Linked DNA regions of Gossypium hirsutum: region 1 is linked to region 2. The links are chromatin contacts, called in public Hi-C maps. All regions are on one chromosome and are shown on one strand. Each heading gives the region's core, a stretch centred on a gene start, on an enhancer-like site or on the middle of the called end of the contact. The rest is flanking DNA. Distances are from core to core; before and after follow the strand shown.

Region 1 (2,700 bases), core at 42-2,541, 250 kb before region 2:
AACATTTTTGTTTTTTTTGTTTTTATAATGTAGATAAACAAACATTTTTATTTGTTTCTCATTAACTTCACCTTTTCCAATTTTATAAGGTAGATAAACAAACATTTTTTGTTTCTTTTAGTTGAAAAAAGAAAAATAAATAGATGCTCTTTTTCTTTTGGATGCTTTGTGACTTTATCTTTTTTTAATAAAAATTTTGTGTTTAATACAATTAATTAATTTTAGATTATAACATAGGTAAAAAGTTTTATATAAAAATTATATAAATAACAAATGAAACTTTAGTTGAAATCATAAAATTGAGATAACTTGAGAAGTAATGCATTCAAATAATAGTGTACTATTTTAAAATATAGTAAATAAAATTTTTTAATATTTTAATATAATTAAATATAAAAATAAAAAACATTTTAATATAAATTAATATAAAAATAATTATATTAAGAATGTTATTAAATTATATTTAATAATAATTATATTAAAATAGGATTAAATTATTTATTTTTATTTTTATTTTTATTAAATTATATTTGATAATAATCTTATTAAAATTTAATAACCACATCTAAACAAAATTCTGGTAAAGGTATTATGGTCATTTTAGTTTTTTTTCTTTATGCTATTACATATCTATTTCATTCAACCAAACACAATAATACAATTACAGTTATATTTCATTAAATTCAACCAAATAATTGAATTACTGATTACAGCTCTATTCCATTGTAACTTTATTACATTATAGCTCTATTCTATTCTAGTGAACTAAACGTGCCCTAAATTGTTAAACTGAAAATATAATTAAAAAAAAAACATATTAATAATGTTTATCAAATTAAATTTATATTTTTCAATTATAGTAAAAATTAATTACATTCATCGACTAAAGTAGAATAAATATAAATATAAAATTATAAAAAATCAAATGTTAATAATACATAAAAGAATTAATATATAAGAAATTAATAATAATATTATCTAAATTATAATATTTTATTATTCAAATCATGATGATTTTTTGTATTATTTTACTAATAAATATTTTTAAAATTATATAACATTAATATAATTGATTTTAAATTAGTTAAATATTTTAAAAAAAGTTTTATAATTACATTACCTTTTCAATTCATTAATTGTTTTTTAAATAATTTCATTAAAATTTTTAAAATAATTATTTTTTAAAGAATTTCATTAAAATTTTTAAACAAAGATTTATATTATAAAAAAATATTACAAATTTAATGTAAATAATGAAATTCGTGTCACGTGAGAGTGGGGCACATCCCATCCATTTCACGTGACTTTCCCTCCACGCCGGCATCCTATCCCAGTGATTCCACTCCCTTGCTCCATCAAAGAAAAAAAAAACACCAATATTTCCATTAAAAAATAACAAAAATAATAAAGGGCAAGAAAAAAAAGAATACAGTAATGAGATTGGAGGAGAGATAGCAGCAGAGACAATGAAGAGGAAGAAGGGAAGACCCTCCCTCTTAGAACTCCAGAAACGCTCTCTCAAACAACATCAACAGCAGCAAGCGCTTCAACAAAACCCCCTAAATGTCCTAAACACTATTTCTTCTACCAATTCCAGCCGTCGATCCGCTCGCCGGAACCCCAATCTCCACGGAGGCTCCCCAATTCCCGATTGGATTGCCGGAGGAGGTGGTGATGATGATGATGATGACGACGACGACGAGCGCCAACAGAAGAAGCATAAGCTATTGCTCGGCCTCAATTCTTCTCGTAATCATCACCATTATCCGATTCCTTCGGCGCACAATTCGGCCTCCTGCGGTTCCGATTCGAACGCGGATGGTGGCGATCCCGAGGCATCCCTCAAGCGACGAAAGGTTACCACCCTCAGTCCTAGATCTGATCAAATGGTGATTAGTTATCCATGAATATATATAAAAAATCAAAATAGCTTTTTGTGGGTTTTTGGAAGTGATGTCTTTTGAAACAAAAACAGACAAAAGAAGAACGAAAAAAGAAAAGAAAAAGAGAGATTTTCCTATACTTTGTTTGGATATTTTTATTTATTTCCTTTTTGAAATTGAACTTTTGGATTTCGCGCGTGAATTGCATTCTTGTGATTGGATCGGAGATTATGGACATTGGACAGGTTTGACTAAGTCGTGAACTGTGCTTTTCTTTTTTCTTTTTTGGTTATTTGATATTTATCTTACTTTTTTTTTATTTTTTTATTTTCGGAAAACTTGATTTTGTCTTGAAAATCTTCTTTATTTCCTAATTCTACAAATTTTATTCTTTATTATCTTGTATTTATCTGGCCTTTATTTATGTGCAGAATAAGATATGCACAGACCATCATGTCTGAAGACCCAAAAGCTTCAATTTGTCTTTTCTTTAATATTAAGAATAATTCGCTTATCAAAAACAAAATAATAATTCTACTTTTTATTTCTGCTCATTTTAATGCTACTTTTCATCACCAATTCTTCAATGAACAAGGCAAACCATCTCCATCTGTAGTTTCTATTTGGGTTGTTAAATATGTTGTCTTGTTTGCAGGGAGAAAAAGTATCCAAAACTACGCACACACTTCATGGTAAAAATCAATCCCGACTTTCATGAAAAGGCATTTATGGGAATTCTTAAATTTATGTTCTTTATATGTGGACAGGGTCACCGGTGGAGTTTGGCCCCACGACACCTTTGCCAGACAAAAAGTTG
Region 2 (2,700 bases), core at 138-2,637:
AATTAGCATATTTAAATTATATTTAATTATTAGAATAACAAATTAAAAATTAATTAAAATAAGATATTATTTAAAAATTAATTAAAAAATTAAACGAGTAAAATCATATGCAATGAATGTGCCGTTAGAAACTAATTATATAAAAAAAGAGACTCTTTTTAAATTCCTTTTTATTTTTCTAAAATATTTTCATATTTGAAAATTAAATTAAATTTATATTAAATTGAAAATGGAACCAGTTTGAAAAAAAATTATACTAAAAATTATTTCAAAAACTCGAACTAAAAACTTTATTTAAATAATATACATATTCTCATCGCTTGATTTAGGGTGGGTTTGGATAGGCGATTGGGTATGGTGCGGTGCGTTTAGCCTACTTTTTGTCGCACGCTACAGTATTGCTACAGTATTTAATCTCACCGCCACTGCTGTTTTTACACTAACCGCAGGTAAACGCACCGCCCATCCAAACTAACCCTTATTCTATTTATCTTTCGCCTAATACATTGTCATTCAAAATAAAGTAAAAGATCGGAGGTTTAATGCAGGTCATGTCAATGTAATGAAATGAAAATGAAATTCATCTGAGTTGAATGAGCCAACGATAGGGCCCACCTAGAAGCATAGCATAGGGCCCACTTAGAAGCATAGTATAGGGCCCATCAAGAAGCTCAAGCCATCGGGAGGAAATTGCCGTTGACTTCCTCCTTCATTTTTTTTATATTAATTAATTTTCTATTGCTAGCTGTCATGATGTTTTTGTTTTCAAATTTGGTTAAAAATTAAAATTATTTATTTTCCCTTCAATTTATAAAAAAAATCTTTTAATTTTTTATTTAATTTTTTTCTTTTAAAATTGTGTTGTTTATCAAATTATCTCAAAGTAAATGAAAAAAATTAACGTCGGTTAACTTTCTTAATATGACATTCATGTAGGGTGACACTCTACATGTATTTTATAATAATAATTAATTGATTCTTTTTTAAAATTAAAAATATTAAAAAATATTTTTTTAGAATTTTCATACTTTTTAAATAATTTAATAATTTTTATAATATTTTTAGATTTTTTAAAAAATTAATTAATTATTGAGATGACATCTATGTGTATGCCAATTAAGCAAAGTTAATAGACATTAACTTTTCTATCTATTTTAAAATAATTTGATAAGTAATATTAATTTAAAAATTAAATAAAATGTTAAAATAAATTATTATGGCTTAGAAATTTTGTTTTGGTTTTTGAGCTGGAATTCTGATTTGTAAATTTGTAAGGATAAAACGAAAATCTGAAATTTATATTAATTAAAGACTAATTTTTTATCACTCCAATTGTGATGAAGTCTTGTTGATAAATTCTTTATTAAATGGTAAGCAAATTGAAGAAAAGAGTGTAAAATGGGAGGTTGAAATGAGAAATAAGTGACAGAAACAAGAGGAGGATTTGATTAGTATATAAAACCAAGGAAAAAGTCCAAACAAACACCAAGTCTCCATTATCCCGTTCTCCTCCACATCCCATCTACTTGGTTGCTTCGCCCCTCGTTCTTCTCTTCTTCCTCGAACCTCAAGAAAGCTTTTCTTTTTTCTTTTAAAGTCAATAATCCTTTTGACTTGCTATATCTATTCAATCCCAAAGAAAAGATATCGAAATTGCAAAAAGAAAACAAGTTATCAGACCATATGGGGAACTGCTTTGGTACTCAAGTTGATCATCATAGCCAGCCACCCACCCCAGGTACGTACAAACAAACTTGCCTTGGATTTTCCGACAGCAGCAACCACCCCAACCAAACCAATTCATATGATTGAACACACATGCAGAAGATACGAAGAAGCTAAAGGACAGCAGCAACCAACATGGAGTGGTGCCACCTACAGGAAACAAAGAAAGCGGTGGCGGTGAAGGGAACGAAACAAGCAGTGGAAGAAGCAAGGAGGGCGAAGGAGGAGGAGTTCCGGCCAGTGGAAAGATTGTGAGCACCACCTTGAAAATATTCACTTTGGCAGAACTTAAGGCAGCCACCAGAAATTTCAGACCTGATACGGTGCTGGGTGAGGGAGGTTTCGGTAGAGTGTTTAAAGGTTGGGTTGATGATAAAACCTATGCTCCTTCTAAAGTCGGAGTTGGCATCGCTGTTGCCGTCAAGAAATCTAATCCCGATAGCTCTCAAGGCTTGCAAGAATGGCAGGTATTTTACTTTTTTATTTTATTTTATTTCTTATTTCCCATTCATTCTTACAAACATTTATCAACCATGTTAATTTCATTTTAGGACTCTTATTAAATTCATTTTTATCTTTACTTTTAGTACTTTTAAAAAAAATAAATTTATTTTATTCTTAAGTTCGTGTATAATCAGAATAGTCATTATATGATTGAATGAAGAGGCGTATTTGATAATGTAAACACCAGCCAGCAGAATTATTTTGTTTTCCGAAATATACGGCGCGTGTTATTTTATGTATACTTTTCTATGCTTTTTATAATTTGGCCTCATTTTCCATGAGATAGTTGGAATTTTATTACTGTATGTTCATGCAGGTTTAACACAATTGATTTATATTTTATGTATTCCCAGGTTCTCATTGTCTACTTATTTATCAATGTTAGGTTTAGTTGGAGTATTTTTTTTTCTTTTACACGGCAATAAATCAATTCAACTACTAATATTTAGTCCACTCTTATAACTTATTTTT

The links. Hi-C and Micro-C count contacts between places; a contact is called where the count stands out from the background.
Region 1: a contact with region 2 is called in a Hi-C map of leaf, with 2.6 times the contacts expected there. The contact joins the promoter of LOC107910682 here to the promoter of LOC107908088 in region 2. A contact is called at or near these places in 8 of 34 Hi-C or Micro-C datasets (anther, callus, leaf and 1 more).

Annotation. Positions count from the first base shown.
Region 1 is chrD02:24,375,663-24,378,362 of Gossypium_hirsutum_v2.1, reverse strand. It overlaps LOC107910682 (bromodomain-containing protein DDB_G0270170), which reads left to right and starts at 1,291. Exons shown (of 9, transcript XM_016838639.2): 1 at 1,291-1,889; 2 at 2,539-2,575; 3 at 2,651-2,700. The coding sequence starts at 1,467.
Region 2 is chrD02:24,129,424-24,132,123 of Gossypium_hirsutum_v2.1, reverse strand. LOC107908088 (probable serine/threonine-protein kinase PIX13) reads left to right here and starts at 1,387. Exons shown (of 6, transcript XM_041088683.1): 1 at 1,387-1,738; 2 at 1,825-2,192. The coding sequence starts at 1,684.